Regions from separate parts of the Mus musculus genome. Here region 2 is linked to region 1. The links are chromatin contacts, called in public Micro-C maps. All regions are on one chromosome and are shown on one strand. The core of a region is the stretch at or near the end of the contact, and the rest is flanking DNA. Distances in the headings are between cores, read along the strand shown.

The links. A called contact is a pair of places that touch in the nucleus more often than the background predicts.
Region 2: a contact with region 1 is called in a Micro-C map of the G1E-ER4 cell line. The contact joins two enhancer-like sites. A contact is called at or near these places in 3 of 39 promoter capture datasets (embryonic stem cells and hippocampal neurons), 2 of 484 Hi-C or Micro-C datasets (both in the G1E-ER4 cell line) and 1 of 9 other capture datasets (liver).

What each region holds. Positions count from the first base shown.
Region 1 is chr6:120,951,946-120,956,652 of GRCm38.p6, reverse strand. It overlaps Mical3 (microtubule associated monooxygenase, calponin and LIM domain containing 3), which reads left to right. Exons shown (of 32, transcript NM_001270475.1): 28 at 4,168-4,278. Among named protein-coding and RNA genes, the nearest start is that of Gm43915, 4.5 kb to the left of the region's middle. Within about 2 kb of position 2,517, at least 78 of the 459 cell types and tissues checked have an H3K27ac peak or open chromatin away from gene starts, as enhancers often do. A contact at or near this core is called in the G1E-ER4 cell line, where this site is marked.
Region 2 is chr6:121,333,974-121,338,680 of GRCm38.p6, reverse strand. It overlaps Slc6a13 (solute carrier family 6 (neurotransmitter transporter, GABA), member 13), which reads right to left. Exons shown (of 15, transcript NM_144512.3): 10 at 4,122-4,234; 11 at 3,705-3,842; 12 at 2,959-3,061; 13 at 2,541-2,641; 14 at 1,696-1,866; 15 at 960-1,387. The coding sequence ends at 1,265. Among named protein-coding and RNA genes, the nearest start is that of Slc6a12, 6.2 kb to the left of the region's middle. Within about 2 kb of position 1,995, at least 41 of the 459 cell types and tissues checked have an H3K27ac peak or open chromatin away from gene starts, as enhancers often do. A contact at or near this core is called in the G1E-ER4 cell line, where this site is marked.

The DNA.
Region 1 (4,707 bases), core at 1,268-3,767:
CCCTATACTGGGCTCAGGTACTGTCTTAGGAAGCCTGAAGGAGCCCGAGTAAAGGATCGTGTGGCCCAAAGTCCCCTTTGCTTCCATGGTGAGTGTGCTCATGTGAAGACAGTTTGTGTCAGTCACAGTGGTCAAATCTTCTATCTCTGTGTGCCTTTGTGGTCAGGTCACACTGCTTCTCCATGAGGTAATGAATCATCTTACCACAGTGGGGAGTGCCAGATGCTCCCAGTTGGCTATGCAGGATCCATCATGCTGGTATAACCACCCAGTGACCATAGCCAGGAAGAGCAGAGGAACTTATTTCCTAGCAGTGTGAACAAGCCAGTCACAGATTCCTAGAACAGCAAGGGCCTGGACGCCTTATGTACTGGGTGTATTCCACGGGGACAGGATCATTCCTTGGTGGTCACATAGGGAATGCTGAGGACCAGAGGCAGTGGCAAACATGCCTCTTAGGATGGCGTTGTATCTCACTGAACGAGGGCAGGACAGGGTATTAAAATATGGAACCTACTGGGTGTGGTGACTCCATGCGACCCTAACAGTCTGGAGGCAGAGGCAGGATTGCACAAGTTCAGGGCCAGCCTGGGCTACCTAGTGAGTTCTGGGGATATATACAAGCAAGATCCTGTCTCAAGAAAACAAAAGGAGGGAGAGGGGAGCAAACATGGAACCTCAGTGGGGGACAGGCCAAGACAATGCATCCACAAAACTGTAGAGAATGGTTTGCAACCTCTGTGACATCTAGTGGTGAATGCAAGCACAATACGTATTTTTTAAATGCCATCGTCAAATGGATGTCAGGTTGCTAGTAGGTGACACTCCTGTGACTATTGGGAAGATGTGTCTCTCCTGTGGAGGAGGAAATCCATGCTGGAGCTTCTAGAGACTGGGTCTCTGACCTCTAAACAACTCAGTGAAAGAAGGTGCTATGTAAAGACTGTGCCCTCAGGCTCACATGGTACTGTACCATCTGGAAGTCGAGGTAAAGGGTGTTCTGGCACCACTGGCTTCATCCTTCAGTGTTGCTGGGTTTGAAACCCCTCAAAATTAGAAGAATCAGGAGCAAGGGGCCCACATTTGCCACTGCCCTGGTCCTGCTTGTCTTCAGCATTCCCTGTGACCACAAGGAGTCATCTTGTCCCTGTGGAGTCCACCTGTCACATAAGATCTCCACGGGCTTGCTGTTTTAGGAATCTGGGCTTTAGCTTGCCTGGAGAAGGAAGCCTCTGGCCACAGTGTGGTATAGGAGGAAGCCAGGCTTCTTCCTGTTTCACAGACCCAAGGCCTGAGTCAGCACTTGAGAAAACAAGTGCCTGGGTTTAGTTTCCATAGCGACACGTGCACAATGAAAACCAAAACCTTGATTTTACTCAAATGTTTATTATACAAAATCAAATTATTTAGGGGTTATATGTTTCTATTCATGTGTGTGCAAGCACATGCATTTAACATGCATGTGAGAAGCTAAAAGAACAACCTTGAGTGTCACTCCTCATGTGTCTGTCTACTTGTTTGTATGTATGTATGTATGTATGTATGTATGTATGTATGTATGTATGTATGATAAAGAGTTCACCATGTAGGCTAGACTGGCTGTCTGGACAGCAAATCTTGGGGGTCAGGATCCACCTGTTTCCACCTCCTCCCTAGCTGTAAGATTACAGGCACACCCCACCAAGCCTGGCTTTTTATACGGGGTTTATAGCTCACTCTCAAGTCTTCATGCTTGCAAAACATGTATTTTACGAACAGGCTTATCTCTCCAGCCCAATCTAGGTTTTCCTAGCCATCTAAAGCCCTGACAACAAGAAGTAACTTCCTTTTGCTTCCATCTGGTTCTTATGAGCAGCCTGCCCAACTACTCCTTCACCACTGAGGCCCACTAGGGTCTGTCCTGCCCTCTACGAGCCCCCTTATCCTGCTTGGTAGCCCTGACACAGTTCCATTGCCAGCGAGCCATGCTCTTGACCCTACTTTCCCAGGTGACCCAGAGTGTGTCATGCTTGTCTTCCCTGTCACTGCCACTGCCAGGTTGGCACCAGTCGCAGCAGGGAGTGCATTAATAAGGGGCTGCTGTGGATCCCTTGCAGACAGGTGTCGGCATGGCTCTTGAAGTGTGTCAGTGTAGGACCCTGGGGACCACATCTGTACTTTACCTTTTTAAACTGGCCCGTTCTGCATGACGACTTAACTCACAGTCGGCTATGCAGGGGAGAGGAACTGAGCAGGCATGATGCCCGTGCTCAGAGCTAAAAGCAGCAAGTGTGTGCCCAGCCAGCATGCATGTGGTATCCTGTGCAGGTCCCCCAATGTGCCACCCTTAGCGTCCTCCTGTCCTGGGTGCCACCAGATTCCGATTGCCTGCATCCACAGGGACCTTTAGGCACTTTATGTGACCCATGAGAAGACCACAAAAGCAAAGGAAACCGGCCAAGGCTTTGAGCAACTCTGGTCAGTGTGTGAACTGGAGAGGTTTCAATGGTTGCCCAAACACTGGTACTTCCTCTAAAAAACCGTGATTTGTGCTGGTTTGGTTCCCTTCACTGGGTCTAGTTCTGAAAAAGCAGGTTTGCCCAGTGTCAGGACATGTCTTCCATTCCATGCTAAGTGTTCAGTGGCAGGAACAGAGAGGAAGGAAGGGGCTGCCGTGGCTGAGGAGGGCCAAGTCACCACACATTTCGACAAACTGGGATCCAACAAGGAACAGACACAAGGGGCTCCAGGGTCTGCTGTTCTGCGAATAGAAAAGTCAACCCCAACTCTGACAGTGGAGTTCACTGAGACTCATCGTCCAGGGTCCCTTCTTGTGTAGTCTTGTGTGGCATTGTGGGACACGATCATGTGATTGTCTGGTGTTTGTTTTAAACCTCTAACTGATTTTGTTCCATTTCTGTTTTCATTTTTTTAATCATCATTATCATTACTGTTCTGTTTTGTTTTCCGTTGCCAATCCCCTTAAAAGTCGATTTATGTACCACACGCCTTGGCATTCAGGAGAGCCTGTTCATCAAAGGTAGTGTCTCATTCCCACTGTCTGGCCCTCCTTGCATGCCTGTCTGTGATTAACCACTTGGACAGCCCTGCTGGGCCTGCAGCCGCGTCCTCACTAACTGTCATACGTGCATGCAGCTGTCACAGTAGAACCTTCTTTAGTTGTGTCACAGAAAGAGGAGGAGACAGTCACTCTTCCATTGGCCGGAGCGCATGTCATCATGGGTGAGGGCAGAGCTGCCCTTGTGGGTCTGGGTAGCCCAGCAAGGAATAGTCACCAGCCCCCACCATTAGGGCACTGGGACACCGGAACAATCCTAGAGACCACCTTCTGCTTGTTCACCTGACCTTGGATCATTTGAGCTCCTTTAGGAAACTCGTGTTTCTCAGTGGCTGCCCAGTGTCTGTCCAGTCACTGAATGCTTGGGAATGTATCAGTGGCCTATGTGTACAGGTGGCTGGGACATCTACCAGTGCTTCCACCAAGCTCACAGGTGCCACCTCAACTACCCCACCATGTCACTTTGACCCTTCTTCTCCATGGCAACCATTGCCTCTGCTGACGCTGGCAGTCAGCACCACTGATTGTTTCTCAGCCTGCATTAGACTGGATTCATTGAGATTTACAATGGAGGCACCCATGGCTTTTCTCCTCTAGATGGTAGCTACTAAAGTCTTTATGAACCCCATTCACCTGAAGAAAGGGATCCCAAACACGGGGAGGGGAGAGACCCCCTCACTTTCCAAACCTTTTTTCCCCTGTATCTTAGAAATAAGAGGCCTAGAGAAACGTGTTACTGAGTTGTATTTTTTTACAATCACCACAGCACCTTAAGAAAATCACAGGAATGCGTATATGGCCACGATGGTCTCAATGCCGAAGGAGTTTCTGCATGTCTGTGGTTTCATCTCCCAACATGCAGCCTCCATTAAGCCTCTTATTGCTGCCACAGAGGTAAAATGCCTCACATTGGGGTCTGTGTGACACAGCTGTACCCTGTGGTATTTAAGACTTCAGCAGGGACAATTATGGTGAAGTCTGTGGCCCAGCCTCACCTACCATGCCCAGCTGGCTACCAGGCAGTGATTCCCTGAGACCATGCCAACTCACCACCTAAACCAGCTTCCACCTGCGTGCGGTGGGCTCAGGTGCTCTCTCACCCTCTCTAGCCCAGAACCTACACAGAGGAGGAGCTGAGTGCCAAGCTGACGAGGCGTGTGCAGAAGGCGGCTCGGAGACAGGCTAAGCAGGAGGAACTGAAGCGGCTGCACCGAGCCCAGGTATGTGCTGACCGTGGGACACCATGATGCGCAAGTGGAAATGGGATAGCATCACCCTGTACCCCCAGAGGGCCTCACAGCACGGAAGGTGAAGAGGCCAGGGCAGAAGCAGATAGGGCGTTCTTGTCTTCCAAGATGACAAACTCAAAGTGCTTCAGCGTCATGCACTACAGAGGCCCAGTCTTTGAGGCACTGTCTATAGAAAAGAAGGTCCATGCCTTGAGTTTCCTGGAAGCCTGGGTCTAGCGTAGATGTTGAGTCAGCAAGTTCACCTGTAACCACAGTGTCAGGAGTCCAGTTTGTGGCCTCAGGCTCAGATCTGAACGGTCTGGGATTTTATTGGAAAAGCTCAGAAGTACCCTTGGTCGTCAGTCTCCATCCTTAGGCCTCATCCTAGACCAGTGATTCTCAGCCTGTGGGTCGAAGCCC
Region 2 (4,707 bases), core at 746-3,245, 380 kb before region 1:
ACTTAGTCACGTCATGCTGTCATGCCACAGCAGAGGACCCCAGGTGAACCTGCAGACTCAGGTAGACCTTTCCCTAGATGGGGAGAGAGTCATGTTTCATCCACTTCTACAGCACACAAACAGCAACTGGAGTTTCTCCCCACCCCCTTAGAGGCTGGTTGCTAAGGCATGCCTGGGGGCCTTGCTTTGACCTCCAGGCAACATCCTAGAGCTGGGCCCGCCTCCTGCCTGAGTCTCTTGAAAGCTAGATCTTAAGGGTTGGTCCATCCCTTAAGCTCAAACCTGACACTTGGGACTGAGGACATGACAGTGCCACCCCCTTGTGGTCGCATCTGGAAGTGACAGTACCCCATATCTGAATCTCTTGCTAGGGAGAATAAGACTGTCTGAGGAGTCCCTCTACTGGTAGAGTCTGGGCAGGACCTCTTCTGTAAGGCCCCTCTGGTCTGGCTGGCCACCCTCTCTCACCCTGCATCAACTCATCCCCCTGCATCAGCTGGACAGTGTTGACAAGCAGGGACACAGCAGGGGCCATGGGAACAGAAAGAAACTGCTGCTAGTCTGTCTTCTTTCTTTTTGTAACCAGGGCCTGATCCCTTTGTCCTTCCCTCTGTCTCCCTTTTTTTTAATATCATGATGAGGTTAGAGGAGAGGAGCACGGAACAGTGGTGGCAAGTGGGGGTGGGGATCATACAGGACCATACATGACACTCTAGGGAAGTGTGGAGAGAGGAGGGTCCCCTTCCTTCAATCCAAATGTGTGATGGAGGACAATGGCCTGGCCCCATCACCTGGTCCCATCATCTGCCTTACCTCCCACACCACAGCAACCACACCTGCTATGTGGCTCATAAGAACTTGGTAAGAGGTAGGGAGAGGCAGGACCCTAGAGCCACAATGCTATAATGAACAGGGAACAGGTATGAACAGAGGACAGAAACCAGGCATTTGGCAAGCAGTTGTGAGAGGAAGTTGGATTTAATGACATGGAAGGAAGAGGGCCCAGCAACAAGCCAGGCTTTTGCCTCCCCAGCCCTCCCTGGGCTTCCCAAGCTGCCTCAATGGGATGTTATTGATTCGGGCACGTCACAATGTGTGGACCACCCTGGAATAGGGGCATCAAGATAGGAGGTACCCAGTTCAGAAGGTGAGTCCCAAATACCCCCTTTCGTCTTTCTGCCCCACCACAGAGGGGTAGTTCCGCCCCTCTGCCTCTATAGCTGCCCCCACAGCCAGGCTCACAGGTGTGTCAAAGGCCCTGGCCCTAGCAGTTAGACTCCAGTTCTGTGAGCCTGAGAAGGGATGTCATCGGTGTCGCAGGAGCAGTTGGCTCTGGTTGGTTCTTCTGGGGAAGGTCTTCAGCCGGGCACACGAGCTGGCGAAGTCTCTGAAAGAACAGGTGTCATTGTAAGGGATGGGTGTCTGGCAGCATCTCTCATTACAAATGTCTGTCTGCCTTCTCTGCTATAGTCTGCTTCCAGTTGCCAACCCCATAGTCACAGCTTGGGTCTTGCAGTTATCCTGTGTCCCTTTTTAAGACTCCCAAGTACACGTCCTCTGGATTTCTGGTACCCACACCGGACTGGGTAGTCCCTTTGTACTCCAGCTCCTCACCCCCGCCCCAACCCACCCCCCGTCAATAGCAACCCACCTGCCATCCAGTGAGGTTCCCATCCCCCACTGCTTTCCTCCTACCTCTCTGAGTGGGCCCTTGAGAGTCCTCAGCTTGTAGATGCTCCAGGCAGGAATGCAGATCATGGAGGACAGAGCTAGGAGCCACCCTAGGGCATCCCCCCACCATGGGTACGTGTACTTCTTGTTGTAGGTCAGTGGCGTGTATTTGATCAGGGAGAACAGGAAGGTCGCCTGCAGTAAAACGGAAGAGGAAGAGGTTTTGTTGGAGCCCCATCAGCCACCCCACCCCCACAGCTGCCCGGTAGAGTTTGTTCTCCCAGCATGCCAAGGTGCTTATCTAGGTCAGTCAGTCGCCAAGCTCCACCCACATTCTGCTCAAAATCCATTCCTGGGTAGCATGTCCAGGGTACACCCTCTGTCTCTCTCCTCAGTCGCTCTAGTAAGGACTTAATTGTGTGCCATCTCTCGCACCAAGAGTCCCAATGCTCTGAAACATCCTAGCTGGTCTGAGTATTTCCCATCTTGAGGCTGTTTGTCTGTAAAGTAGGTGTAAATCTTCCTCCCATGAGATGCTGAGATGGTGCTGATACGGCCCGTGGGTCAGGCTCTCTAGGGACTGTCTTCTGTGCTCACAGGCAGGATTCTGAGCAGCACTGTACGCCAGTCCTGCCTAGGAAGTCAGCCTCACGCTGTACTATTGGTCAACTCCTCTGACCATGACCTGAGCCTGGGCTAATCCCTCTGAGAAAGGGAAGGGAGGAATTCATCTTCCTCTCTCATCAAGTGAGAGGAAGGGAAAGCTAAGGGGATGTCCAAGGCCTAAGGAGCTGTGGGCCTTCACTCCACTGCACCCACAATCCCCCTCCACCCAGCACCCTGCTTTTACCCCTTGAGAGTTCTGTTACCAGGCACACAGCTGGCGTGAAAAAGAGCCAACAATATTTGATAAGAGGCCATGGCTTATACCCAATCATATCCTCAATGTTGTCGTAGAAGCGGCCGGCTCCTGTCAGGGAGAAGGAAAAAGGACAGAAGACACGTTTCAGGCTGTGAGAGGGTGGGATGGGGCCAGACAGACTAGGATGGGTATGGACAAACAGACAAGGGGCGCGGCTGCCTTTTGAAACCATGGACTCACTGGCACATACGACAGCAGGGTAGGGCAACACCGAGGCCATTCAAAGCCTTCAGACAGAACAGGAGGTGGACTCTTTAGGTGTGACGGGAGAGGCACGTGTGAGCAGCAAACGGCTCACTTTGATCTGAGAGTCCCAGCGTGGAAGAGTCACACTAGGCTCTGGGCCCGGGACAGAAGCCACTCACCATAAACCCAAGCCACACAGAGGGACTCAAAGATGGCCACGAAGAGAAGACACATGCCACTGGCTGCATAGTAGTCAAAGAGCTGGAACACGTACATGCCGCCCTGCGCGGGAGAGGATTATTGGGGGGAAGCAGAAGGGCCAGCCCCTGTGACCCCTGTGACCCCTGTGGCCCCTGTGGCCCCTATCACCCCTATGACCCTGCAGGCCCACAGAGGTAGTGAGGCTCACAGACAGTACTGTAAGACAAGAGAGCTTTACACTCTGAAGCCCTGAGCAGACTAAGGCAGAAAACCTTAGGCTGGGTTTTTAGGGGGTGGGGAGGTTGTTTTTATGTCTTGTTTTGGTTTTTGTTTGCTTGTTTTTAATCCGTGTTTTCTGATAGGAGATGGAGACCATCGGAGAGCTGGCATTATTATTGTTGTCGCTGAGACTATTTAGGGTGAGACCCCAAAGCTCCAGACAGTATATGCAGTGTTTTAAAAGGGGATCAGGACACTCCCCACTGGGTATCTCAAGGGGTTGGGCTCTGTCACCTGTCTTCTCCAGTGTGACACTGACGGAAGACCACCCGTCCCCAAGGTGCCACTTTCCCTCTGAGGTCATTCCTGGGAAAGCACCAGAGATTCCTAGAGAGAGAGTCCCAGTGTCCCCAATCCCTTAGGCCTGTCTTGTGGCTCTTCCCAGACGGTGTCATTATCTGTTCGGCTGCTAACCCGGCTGCCATCTGGCCTCCCAGACTCTCACCTCTGTGAGCATGATGAGCCCGATGAAGAACGAGATGACGGACACAATAAGGATGAGGACCTCCCTCCGATTCTTCTTACGGAACACCCGGGGATACATGTCCACTAATGCTGTCACAAGGCTTTCTACACACACAAACTGGATGAGAGGGTAAGAGAAAGTGGGGCCAAGAGAGCCCCCACAGCAAGCCCTGTCAGCCAGCTCCAGCTTCCTTCCTGCCAGCAGCCTCCCTCTCCAGCATCCAAGAGCAGTTATCTTTGTATTTGGGTATGAGCTGACCTACCCTGAGAGCTCTCCTGGGTCCCTTGAAAGGCATCCACCCAGTCCCCAATGATCCAAGGTCTCATAGGGTAGAAACTCAACCATGGCCCTCTGCAACTATTCATCCCTCAGACTTGGAGTAACCGCCTCTGATACCTGGCTATCTAGTCCCAGGAGAACGACCATGAAGAAGAAACAGCAGGCCCACAACGGTGAGAAGGGTAACATCACCACAGCTCGAGGGTAGGCGATGAATGCCAGGCCAGGGCCTAGAGTGGGAGCAGAGGAATACAGCCCTGAGCCTGAGTCAGCTCTAGGCCTCTGCAACCCCAGGGCCTCCCAGGATGGGGCCATAGAATAACAGCTGGAAGAAACTACCTCCAAGTTATCACCACCTGATAACTTGATCATCCTGACACAAGCCACCCAAGCTTCTACTTGGTTCCCAGTTTCCAAGACACCACCCACAGTACCACTGGCAAGAAGAGAACCTAGAGATGCTAGCAATGAAGAAACTTGGGTCTAACAAAGGCTCTGGACACCCAAGGGTGCTGCCTCAAAGCAAGGATCTCAAGCTAAGAATGATGTCCAGGAGAAGCAGGCCAAACAAATCCAAGCTGACCTGAAGGAAAGTAAGAGAATGGGGGGAGGTTGTGGGGGGAGGGAGGCTGCTGAAAACCACAGCAGGGAAGGGCGGTGTTTTACTGTGCTAACAACTGTAGTATAAAGGATGCTTCTCCAA